Linked DNA regions of Mus musculus: regions 1 and 2 are each linked to region 3. Evidence: chromatin contacts called from public Hi-C and promoter capture Hi-C data. All regions are on one chromosome and are shown on one strand. The core of a region is the stretch at or near the end of the contact, and the rest is flanking DNA. Distances in the headings are between cores, read along the strand shown.

The links. Promoter capture Hi-C pulls out the DNA fragments that hold promoters and counts their contacts. A called contact is a pair of places that touch in the nucleus more often than the background predicts.
Region 1: a contact with region 3 is called in a Hi-C map of olfactory sensory neurons, with 5 times the contacts expected there. The contact joins the promoter of Nup133 here to the promoter of Zc3h18 in region 3. A contact is called at or near these places in 2 of 484 Hi-C or Micro-C datasets (CD4 T cells and olfactory sensory neurons) and 2 of 9 other capture datasets (adipose tissue and liver).
Region 2: a promoter capture Hi-C map of embryonic stem cells shows a contact between it and region 3, with 4 times the contacts expected there. The contact joins the promoter of Urb2 here to the promoter of Zc3h18 in region 3. A contact is called at or near these places in 2 of 39 promoter capture datasets (embryonic stem cells and liver).

Annotation. Positions count from the first base shown.
Region 1 is chr8:123,947,383-123,951,202 of GRCm38.p6, reverse strand. It overlaps Nup133 (nucleoporin 133), which reads left to right and starts at 1,938. Exons shown (of 26, transcript NM_172288.2): 1 at 1,938-2,205. The coding sequence starts at 2,027.
Region 2 is chr8:124,019,227-124,023,424 of GRCm38.p6, reverse strand. It overlaps Urb2 (URB2 ribosome biogenesis 2 homolog (S. cerevisiae)), which reads right to left and starts at 1,928. Exons shown (of 10, transcript NM_001368414.1): 1 at 1,899-1,928. It overlaps Taf5l (TATA-box binding protein associated factor 5 like), which reads left to right and starts at 2,028. Exons shown (of 5, transcript NM_133966.3): 1 at 2,028-2,236. It overlaps Mir1967 (microRNA 1967), which reads right to left and starts at 784; the gene lies at 703-784.
Region 3 is chr8:122,375,153-122,379,096 of GRCm38.p6, reverse strand. Zc3h18 (zinc finger CCCH-type containing 18) reads right to left here and starts at 2,481. Exons shown (of 18, transcript NM_001029994.1): 1 at 2,297-2,481. It overlaps Gm39270 (adenomatous polyposis coli protein 2-like), which reads left to right and starts at 2,013. Exons shown (of 2, transcript XM_030243895.1): 1 at 2,013-2,736. The coding sequence starts at 2,026. The coding sequence ends at 2,664.

The DNA.
Region 1 (3,820 bases), core at 689-3,188, 1.6 Mb before region 3:
AGGCATCTCTTCAACCCCTTATTTTGGGTTTTTTTTAAAAAACATTTATTATGTGTCTGTGAGTATATGCCATACCTGTGCAAGCCAGACAGTTATGCACACCTCCAATCCCAGTGATCAGGAGGCAGAGGTAGGTGGATCTCTGGAGGCAGGGTTTTTCTCTGTGTAGCCCTGGCTGTTCTGGAACTCACTTTGTAGACTAGGCTGGCCTCAAAGTCAGAGGTCCACCTGCCTCATAATGAGCAATTCTAGACAATCTGAAGCAGCCCTACATCCCACACCCGGGATTAAAGTGAAGACATATTCTTATAACATTTCTGTGTTTAAAGAAACCAAAATTCAGCCGGGCGAGGTGGCGCACGCCTTTAATCCCAGCACTCGGGAGGCAGAGGCAGGCGGATTTCTGAGTTTGAGGCCAGCCTGGTCTACAAAGTGAGTTCCAGGACAGCCAGGGCTACACAGAGAAACCCTGTCTCGGAAAACCAAACCAAACCAAAACAAAAAAGAAACCGAAATTCTCCTACACTGCACTTTGCAAGAATTAAAGGCTCCATTACGCATGCGCACGTTTCTCCTGGACTGTGGACTGGAAAGCTGCTTTCTCTCATCCTTAGGGCAGAGATGACTCCTCCCTTCCATGTTCTCTCTCCCCCTACCCCCTCCCACTGTATTTACTTCTGATATGCCTAACAACCTTGTGTCCATAATGGTCTCTCAGGTAATTGGGTTTGTTTGTTGGCATTTGAGACAGTGTCTCATGTAGCCCAGGGTGGCTTTGAACAACTTCTGGTCCTACAGAGATTATAGGTGTGTGCAGCCACACCTGGCTCAAGTAGCTACTTCTAAATGCTTTTCTTTTTTTTTCCGAGTTCAATTCCCAGCACCCATGCTAGGTGGCGCACAACCCCCCTGTAACTAACTTCAGAGTCCAATGCCCTCCTTCTGGCTTTCTGAGCTCTTAAAAGATCAAAACTGCCCCAAGGAACTCGATGCCTCTATCAGCAGGAAGTAGTCTACGGATATCGAAGCCCCCTTTTCCTCTAGCCTTCTTTCTCCTACCTAGTGTTGGGGGGTTGAGAGGGAGACAAGTGGTAGAAATAGGAACCCATAAAGTGGTCAAAAGTCTGGCTACAATGTTGTCTAAGTGGGACACAATGAAAAAACCGAAAAGGAAAGGCCACCCGAAGTAACAAGGGACCTCACAAGTTCAGCAAGGGTCCCTGGGCAGTTATCAGCCCTGAATATTTACAAACTCTAGTACAGCCTCGGGCTAATCTCAGTTCACTGTTTAGTAATGTGGGGAGCAGAATGGAAAAGACACCCCCATACACACACTACGGTCTTCCGAAACAGCCGCAGAGGACTAACAGAACTGTGTGCACGCCTGCTATCGGCTTCTACTAGGGTCTGGAACTTCAGGGGCAGCGATGAGAGTGAACATGCCCGGGGACTGGGGGCACTGTCATTTCCGAATCTCCGGCAGTAGGACAGACCCATCAAAATGCAAGCTGTGCCTGGAAAGCAAAAAGCTGCAACCCGCTGCAGAGCCCAGACAATCGAACGAAGAACAAGCCTGAACCGATCTGAATTAGGTTGGGAAAAACTGTGAGCACACCACCGCCGCCCAGAGCGCGACTTCCTCAGCTCCGCCCACGGGCGCCTCCTTCCCCAGCCCACGCTCGCCGCGGAGGGTCAGCTCCAGCCGGAGACCGGCGCTTCTGGCAAGCTCTCGGTCCGGAGCACTGGATCCACCGCGGTGAATCGGGTCGCAGGACTCCAAATCGCCTGCCCCGCCCCTCCCCGGTACTGGATGTGACGTCAACAAAGCGCTCCCAGTTCCGACCTTGCCCCGAGTCTCGGCGCCGATCTTTGACGTCATTGCCATGCGCCTTCCCCTCCCTACTCGCTGAGCGCCCCCTTACGTCATCTCTAGGCGCCTTCCCGCCCCTCAGGTGTTCAAGCTCCGGGCGCGCGAGGTTCTCGCTATTAGCCCGCGAGTGCCGCTTCCTCCACGCTCTCTGCAAACATGTTTCCGAGCGTCTCCTCTCCGCGAACCCCAGGGCCGGGGACCCGACGCGGTCCGCTAGTCGGGATCGGGCCCACGTCCACGCCTAGAGCGAGCAGGAGGGGTCTGTCTCTGGGATCTGCGGTTAACTCGCCCGTGCTGTTCTCGCCCGCAGGCCGGCGCAGCTCGGTGAGCTCACGGTAAGTGGGGGTTCGGGGACCAGCGGGGTCCGCTCCACAGCGGGGAGGTGGAGCCTGGCAGTGGGGTAAGCTGCCGCAGAGTTCGAAAGTACTTCTGGTCATTCTCGCGTTTTATTGTCGCTGCTTAATGGTGGCCCTCGTTTTGCCCGTTCTCTGTTTAACTCTTTATTGGACCCATGGATTCACTCTGTCTCCGCGCTACAGAAAAGAATGAAAGAACCTTTTGAGCACTACGCTTGCAAGGTAGGAACATACTTCAGATTATTGTAAAGATTAAAAAGTCATTTCTTTATTATGTTGACACAGGTCAGTGTCGGGCTGCTGTTTGTTTAAAGTTGTGGTTTGACTCTGTGGCGTTTGACACGAGTAACATTTGGTCTGGTGTAGTCTTTTTGTGATATAGTGTAGGAATGCAGCCTGGAACTCAGTCCTGTCCACTTTGGGACAGCCCATGCTACGTACCCTAGGCTGACTTTGCTCAATCCACTTTTAAGATTCTTCTATTTCAAGCATGCAGTAGCTTGTCTGGCTACCATCATTTTGTTTAACACTTCCAGCTTTAAGTCAGGATCTCAGCATCTCAGGATTCAGTACACCTATCTGAGTCATGGTAAGAGCCTACAAACCTGGCAAAAATGTTTTCTCAGTGCCTAGCAAATGCTTATTACTACATACTGATTGGCAGTTAAAGGACTTGGGCCACAAAATGTGATGGTTGTGACTAGGTTACATAAAAGCACTTTGTGTGTGTGTGTGTGTGTGTGTGTGTGTGTGAGAGAGAGAGAGAGAGAGCGTGCTTCACTAAAGATGCTGGTGTGCTGCCAAGTCCACATGTATAGTAGAATTGTTACCCTCCTCAATGTAATTAACACGAAAATTCAGAATTGGGTTACCTTTTTCTAGAAGAATTTCTTCTGTTCATCTTTCAAAAGTGAATTTCTGGGATGGAAAGATGGCTCTGGGGATAAGAGCACTTGCTTTTCGATATCTATCTATCTATCATACAATCATATATATATATATACACATATATACACACACACACATATATGTATATATGATGGGTTAAAAAGATAGTAAGATGCATATATGTTCTGATACATCATTTTTGCTCAAAACAAACAAAAAAACCAGTAAATTAATCTCAAAAGTACCTGACAACTATTGCCTTAAAATTATTTTAAAAGGTATTGCTGGACATGGTAGTACACAACTTAAAATCCTAGCACATGGAAAGCTAAGGTAGGAGGACCCTGGATCAGAGCTAGTCTTGGCTATATAGTTCCAAAGCAACCAGAGACACACAGTGATGTGTGTGTGTGTGTGTGTGTGTGTGTGTGTGTGTATGTTTGTGTGTATGTTTGTGTGTGTGTGTGTGTGTGTGTGTGTATCTTAAGTGAATTTTTTTCTGCATGAAAACAGGAAATACTGAGTCTAACAGAGACTTATGATTAAAATGTATGAACCTACAAGTCTTGTGATAATTCAGAGAGTAACTGTGATGCTGAGAGCACACGTGGGACCCTTGTTTTTGTTTGCTTGTTTTTTGAGACAGGGTTCTGGAACTTACTGTGTAGACCAGGCTAACCTCAGGCAGATATCACAGAGATCTGCC
Region 2 (4,198 bases), core at 679-3,178, 1.6 Mb before region 3:
GCCTAACTGAACAGACACCAGAAAATGGACAGTATCTTTTAAAAAGAAAATTTTTTATGTATATGTGCCTGAGTATATGCACTCAGGAGTCCAAGAAGGTCAAAGAGGGCATTAGAGTCTTGGAGACTAGAGTACAGATAGTCATGAGTTAGGCGCCATGGAGGTACTGGGAACTGAGCCCAGGTCCTCTCTGAGAGCAGCTGTACTCCTAACTTTGAGCCACCTCTCCAACCCCTCCCTATATACCTTATTGGGTACAATTAGGAAGCAGAGGCCAGCCTAGGATACATGGTAAGATGTTGTGTCAAATATATAGTTAATTTGAAACTGGCTTTCATCAAAAGCAGGTAGACAATAGATTATAAGTACTCCTGCTGTGATCACACTTAGAGAATACAGGAATTCAATAAGGAGAAATCAAAGTGTGTAAATCACTCACAGGATGACAGTCACCATTCATGATTTAAGATCGAAAGAGATGGTTTAGCACAGCTTCAAAACTGTGTTGTGTAACAGGAGTAGCACTATTAAATAAGCAAAAAAGCAAGCAATACAGTACTTGAAGAAAATAATGCTTCTTGAAGTGAAAAAGAAATTAGGTGATGTGGCTGAGGAAACGGCTCAGCAGTAAAGAACACTTGTGACTCCTGTAGAGAGCCCGAGTCCAGTTCCTAGCACCCACAACGATCTGTAAGTCAATTTCCAGGGAATTCTGCATCTTCTCCCCAGGATCCTCATGAATGTCAGACAAAAGGAGCAAAGAGAGAAAGAAACAGAATTCAGGCATTAATTTCAATAAAAATGCTCTTACTTCTACTGTAACAGTAACTCGTCACACACAGCTACAGTAGACAAAAACCATATACAATCTTTAAAATCCCAAGTAACAAAGGAAAGGATACATTAACAACCTACACTTGCTATGAAACCCAGCTAAACCTTTTGAGTTTTTAAAAGTCATAAAGTTTGTTTCCATTATGGTAAACAACTTAGCTTAAACCCTGACAGAACATTCACCACGCTGCTGTGTTGAGGCAAGAGACTGTGCACTTTGGAAAGCTTACTACAGGCCTTCAGAACTGAGAGGCCTCCCTTCCTGTCCTCGCCCTCTGACTACCTCGGGAAGGGTTTAGGGCAGGGTTTTTCCACCTGCGGGTCACACGCCCACAAGATTGCAAACCAGGTATTTATTCACATTATGCTTCCAACAGTAGGAAAATTGCAATTATAATATAGCAACAAAATAACTTCATGGCGGGGGGGGGGGGGGCGTGTCACCACAACATGAACAAAGGGTTGCAGGATTAGGAAGGTTGAGAATCAATGTTCTAGGGGGCTGGAAAGATGACTCCGTGGTTAGGATTACTTACTGCTGTTCCAGAGAACCCAGGTTCGAGTCCCAATATCCCACATCTTGGCTCACAACCACCACTCCAGTTCTAGAGGAACGCCCCTCTTTTATCCTCTGCGGGTGTACATAAAACACCCATACAAATAAAAAGTTTGGTTTTGGTGGTGGTGGTGGTGGTGGTGGTGGTGGTGGTGGTGGTGGTGGAGGAGGAGGAGGAGGAGGAGGTGGTGGTTCTAGTTTATCATGATACCTTCAAATCCTACTACCTGGATCGGGGCTCCCTCGAGTCCGAGCTCCGTGTAGGAGATCGGGGTGCTCTCTAACGTGGGTCTCCCTCAGATCAAGGTTCTCTCAAGTGGAGCTCCTTCAGTTCGGGGTAAAGCAGTTCAGAACCTCAAGCAGGGTTCCATAGCGGGAACTCCCTCGGGCAGAGGCTCCTCCGATCCCGGCTCTCCAGCCGGTTCCCTCCTGTTAGGACTGGTGTCCGCATCCGCCAAACTGGCGCCTCGGCGCAGAGGAAACCCAAACTCTCCAACCGTCCGCTCACCTGGGACCTCCACGGCGGCGAGCCACATGTGAGGGAGGCGCTTCCGGCAGACGTTGACGCCAACGGCTCGGGGCGGGGAGGGGCGTCACGCAGACATCGCTAGAGGAGCGCCGAGCGCGCCCTGGCCGCGGCGGCGTCGCGCGTCCGCGGCCTAGCCCGGCGTGCCCGCTCCGTCAGGCGGTCATGGGGCGGCCACCGAGAACCGCGAGCGCGGGAGGACGTAGGGCGCGGGGACCCGGCTAGCCGGTCGTCGTACGGAGTCCTACGGCGGGCAACCGATACGGAAGCAGCCGGTGCCGGGGCGGCGGCGGGGCAGCGGGAGCCGCCTGGGATGTTCAGTGAGTGCGGGCGGGGCGCGGGACAGGGCGGGGGGGGGGAGGGGACGCGGGGGAGGGGCCTCGGGCGGGAGAGCGCGCGCGCGCGCGCCCGCCCCTGCGCAGTCCCGGCCCTGCTCGCGCGCGCGCGGGTCCGAGCGACCCCGCACGTGGCGGCCCCGGCTGCACGCGCCCGGAGACCCCGCGGCCCCGCCGGGCGCCCTCGCGCGGAGCCAACTGCGAGCTCACGAGGGCGCTCGGCGGAAGTGGGCAGCGGACGGAGGGCTCGCGGCTGCCGCGGGGAGACGCGGCCCCGCGGACCTCGCAGGCGCTGTGGCTCCGGCGTCGAGAGGTGAGTTTTCCCCTTCGCCGGGACCGGCAGGTGGAGGATAGCCTCGGGGCTCTGCCGGGAGTCCCGTCCAGTCCGACCCGCCCTATTAGAAAGTGAAGTAGGAAGGGAGTCTGCCTTTCTCCAGGTTACAGACTTTTTGGCTGTAACCTGGGGCTGAGTGTCACGGATGGAGTTGGTGACCGCAGAGACTTAGAGTTGCAAGCCGTGTAGCAGGCGAGCTTGCTGCCTCGGTTTCTTCTCCTGTAAAATGGGAGGGTAATTTAAGCCCAGACTCTGCTGGTAGTGGTGGCGCACTCCGTAATCCCCACACTCTGTAGGCTGAGGCAGAAAGATTGCTGCGAATTGTTGGCCATCCTGGTGTACGAAGTGAGTTCTGCACCAGTCTAAACCACAGAGTGAGACTTGGTCTAAATACACGTGCATACACACACACATACACATATGAGAGCCTTGTTTTATGAACTATAAAGCGAATATTAAATCAGAAAACCCAAAATGTCAGTTTGTGCCTTCAGTATTTGCCATCAGTAATAAATAAATTTGGTTCGTGTGTTTTGGGACAGTCTTCCAACTGTGAGATTTGTGTGTACTTCTGTCACTGAAGAGAGGCAAAAACCTCTTCTGACTACTTAGTAACTGGTTATTCTTTTTGTTACTCTGTCACAATCTATGAACAACATCTGGGGACAAAAGAAGGGGCTTTGCTTCTTTTCTGACTTGTTTTAGCTTGACCTTGTGTGACGCCAGCGCTGCTCATTGAACACTACTTGAAGTCACGGTTCCAGCCTTCCACGTAGCCAATCAGCATGTTAGCTGATTAACTTGCAGGCTCTCGTTGACATAAGCATCAGTGAGCGGTTGGCCCAGTGCTCCCCTGCAGTCCCGTATGGGATCAGTGGAGCATAGGGTGCAGGCTCAGACACTGTCCACGAGACTGCGTTCCCTCCCATTCAGGAACTGCGTGACTTTGGGCAAGTTGTCTGATAACTACAGGCTTCAGCGTCCCACCTGAAGCGTTTACCTGCCTAATAGAGTAAAAGCAGATAGTCTGTGGGAAGTACTTAAGATGGCGTCTTACTCAGCAGCGGAATGTTAAGTAAACATTAGGTATCAATGGTAGTGTAGGACTGGGATGGTGTTCCAGGCTCTGGGAGTAGAAGGGCAAAGACCAGGAAGCCATTTGAGGAAGAGATAGCCAGACAGAGAGAGCATCAAGGTTTGTTCACACCAGGTGAGCATTTGTAAGGGTGCCTCCTTAGGAGAGGGCTTGGCCAAAGCCTGCTAAAAGGTGAGGGAGCCTCAGTAAAGTGAAAATGGAAGTGGGTAAGCAGCATTCCAGCGAAACCTCGAAACCTCGAAACGACATGATGGGTTTTTTCACTGGGTTTCCTCCAGTGAAAGCAGTGAGTTTTAAACTGATGCATCACATTGGCTTTTTGGGAGGAAGGCCTGGAATGGAGTGGGGCTGGGTCGCAGTAGAGAGGCATCCCTGCTTCTGTACAGCTTCTAGCTTAGTACAGAAATTTTTAATCTGAATTTCAAAGCTAAGAGAACATTAAAACAAAACATGAAGGTACAGGTCGTTCTAGACAGTATTTCCTAAAAACCATGTTTTGGTGTGTGTCATGTACCAG
Region 3 (3,944 bases), core at 1,232-3,731:
TCAGTATTCTCTGTTAAGACTAATTCTGCCGCTCGGTGGTGGTGGCACACGCCTTTAATCCCAGCACTCGGGAGGCAGAGGCAGCGGATTTCTGAGTTCGAGGCCAGCCTGGTCTACAAAGTGAGTTCCAGGACAGCCAGGGCTATACAGAAAAACCCTGTCTTCAAAAACAAAAACAAAAACAAAAACAAAACAAAAAAAAAAGACTAATTCTGTGTGCTACCCTCTGCTGGCTGCAGGGAACTCATGTGCTACATATAAGCTGTGAATCCGGGGATCCTCCAGCCCAGCTACAATGTTTACAATCTTCTTACCCACTAACCCAGTAGTGCAGGACTCTCACAAAGTTTAGAACTAACCTTTAGTCCTCCTATCCACAATGGTGAACCTGTTCAGGGGTGGAATGACAGTCTTTCAATATCTCTGTCCCCAGCTGCATTTGACATACTGGAAAATGCTTGACTAAACGACAAAACCCCATGAATCCAGGAACCACCTGTTGCATACTAGAAAGAGATCTAATAAAGTTGCCTGTTTGTAAAACATTGTAACAGAACTCCAGAGCAGCGTTCTGCTCTTGTGTCAGCAGCAGCTCAGGAAGGCCAAACTGACTCCAACCACTCTACTACTGACAGAACAGTTATGTCGTGGTCTCCTCACAGCTGGGTCATTTTCAGCAACTGCTACAAGCTACTTAATAGCCTGGCCTGGTGAATTTACCAATTCAGGTTAAAACAACTCTTGGGCAAACATGGGGTATGACTTGGGGAGGGGGGCAGGGTTTCTCATCGTAGCCCTGACTAGCCTCGAACCAATAGAGATATACCTGCCTCTGCCTCTGCCTCTTGCGTTCTGAGATTAAAGACTTGGTCACCACTGACTGGCCTACTACTGAGAAACGTGTTCCAAGTAGGTTTTGTTAAGGAGGCTCGATAACACACAAATACAACTTCTGGAAAACGACTTTTCCTTTGAACCAAGGTCTCACTTTGTAGCTTTGGCTGTCCTGGAACTCACTATGTAGACCAAGCTAGCTGGAACTAAGAGACCCCCTCGCTTCTGCTTCCCCCCAAGTTCTGGGATTAAGGTGTGGGCCACCATACTCAGCTGTGGGAGATGAAGTTTAGCAGAGCAGAGCCTATGTTGATGTCTAAGTTCTGTTATGCCTGGTTAAAAAAACTTATTCATAGCTCCATCCATGTATAGAGCAAGAATGTCAGGATGTTGAAAACACCACCCGCAAAGTGACTTAAGCTCTGCAAAAACTCTTCGGTAAGGAGATGGTCTCCTTGGGATGGTCTGCAGATGACAAGCTATCTCTTTGGAGATGAGCAAAGCAAACTTACCTGCTGAGTGTTCAGGAAGTAAATCCGAAGTGCTCTTAAAATGTTTGAGCATTCCCCATCTACGACTAGAGAGGAGTTTCAGCTTTGGGGACATATTGATTGGTTCCAGAACTGGCTGGCTTCAAACGTGTTCAGATCATTCGCATTCTCCTCTCAGGGGGCTGGGAAATGGGAACTAGCCTAGGGACAGAGAATCTCAACCTCTGCCTTGGGATAGGTAATGTGATGAAGAAGAAACAAATGCCTTCTTCTACTACCCTCAAATGGGTCTGAAGATTACTCTTGTTAATAAGTGCCAAGAAAAAGCTCATTTGAAACAGCTATTGTGCCCGGTAAACTCAGCTGTCAAAAGTATACGGGAAACTAAGTATCTAGTAGGGGCGAGACTATAGGTCTTAGTTTAATTTCCTTCTAGCACTACAATCGCCTGGCTACTTTACACTAAAGAAATGGCATCTCTAAGCTCACAGTCCAAGAGGCGAGGAGGTCACACTTCCTAAGCGACCCGGGACTCTTGGAGCACAGTGGGTCCGTCCAACCTGTGCTCGCTTGAAGTTGCGAGAGCAAGTTGCAGGAGGCTCCAGAGAGTTCAAAGTTCCCTGCAGAGCCCGTCGAGAGTCCAAGCGGGCCTCCTCCCGAGCCAACCTGCGCGATCCGCTCCCCTTTGTGGGCGGCGAACATGTGCCACGCCGAGTGGCCCGGAAGGGAAAATGACAGCTTCAGGAAAAGCAACTTCACCACGGCAGACCGCGGCGCGCCACGGCACCCGCCCGGACGTCCCAGGCCGCAGCGGGCTCGCGCCTGCCCGCTGTCCCGGCCCGCGCTTCGGCCCGCGGCTGCGCACAGCCGGGGGCGCGCCCGAGAGCTCGGGAGGCGGCGCCGGGCTCCGGGGCCTCGCTCCCGCCGCCGCTGGGGCGGCCTTCTCCCCGCCGCCCGCCGGCCCAGCTTACCTCAACGCGAAGACGGGAGGCGGCCACGGCTCCGCTGTGGTGGGGGCAGCGTGGACGAGACGTTCCTCAGCCTTTTCGCTCCTCACTGGCTCCGGCTTTGGGCACGACGCGGGCGGAACAAACGGGCTCCACTACCCGCGGGGGCCGGCCATTGTGCAACGTCATCAGGCCGCGACGGCCGTCTTGCGAACCGGCGGGCTTCCCTCGCTAGCCCCGCCCTCTTCCGCACTTCCTTCCGGCCTCCGCCGGCCTCGCCTCCGCGGCGCGCGCTCCCAAGGCTCTGCTACTGCGCAGGCTCACCGAGGTCGACCCCGCCCTCTAGCGGGCCTCCTGGCGGCGCGTGCGCAGTCGGTGGCTCTTCGTGGTAGTTGCTTGGGATGAGATCAGATGAGGAGCAGGCGGGATGCGTGCCGGAAAGGGAAAGCCCTTTGAGGCTCTTGGTGAGTGCGAGTGGACACTTCCAGGGTCTGAAAACTTAGCATTCGTTTCTTCAGGGCACGAACTTTCTGCCTTATTAAATATCAATATTTTGCCGGGCTGTATTTAATCCCAGCACTTGGGAGGCTGAGGCAGGCGGATTTCAGAATTCGAGGCCAGCTTGGTGTACAGAGTGAGTTCCAGGACATCCAGGGCTACACAGAAACCCTGTCTCGGAAAAAAAAAAATCAATACTTGACCAAAAGTGTTTTGGGGGCTGGAGTGTAGCTCTGAGGTTGAGACAGCACCTGCCAAGTATGTGCGAGGCCCTGGTACCCTCAAAAAAAAAAAAAAGATTTTGGAGTTGAAGGATTTAGATCCTCTTACCTGTTTCTGTGACGCTAAACATCTCTGGCATCGTTAAATTACCGTGACCCAGTGTAACCTCCCTGGGGAGGACTTAAACTGATTGGGTCATTTTTCAGTCCCCTCCTACTACCCAGATGGGGCTCAGCTGCTGGAGCCCGAAGTCCAACCCCCCCCCCCCCCCATGACCTGATAAAAGGTACGGAGATCATTAGGTACTGACCCCTTGCAAATTTTGAATCTGATCTTGGTCTTACTGGTTAGGGGCTGCCTGTCTTCCTCAAAGTGAAACCACCCGGATGCCCATAAACTGATATAAGGGGGGGGGGGAGTTCTGGTCTTACAGTCCTGCATTAATTGGGCCACAGAAAGGGATGAAGTTCAGACACATGCTACAAACACCGAGGACGCCTAGGAAGGCGCCAGTCATGACAAGTCGAATACTTTTGACTCCATAATGCGACTGAACTATGCCGCCCACCCTCCAAGTTACTTACATGTGAAGTCCTAGCACCAAGCTGGTATGGATTTCAAAGCAGAGCCTCTCCGTGAGGGTATAAAGGTGGGGTCTGGATCTCATAGATTGGTGTCCTTCAATAGATACCAAGGAGAGCTATTTGAGAGATCATGCTAGTGCTGGGATTAAAGGTGGCTGCCAATCAGGTCAGACAGAAGGTTCTCCCTCTCTCTCCCCCCTCTCTCCTATGTATGTGTGCATGTATATATGTATATCTCTTTTCATACACCACCACCACCACCATCTGAGGAGACAGTGAGAAAGCAGCCATCTGCAAGCCAGGATTAGGCCACGCTGGCCTCCCACCTCTGGAAGAAAATTAACACCAACTGCTCAAGCTACCCAGTG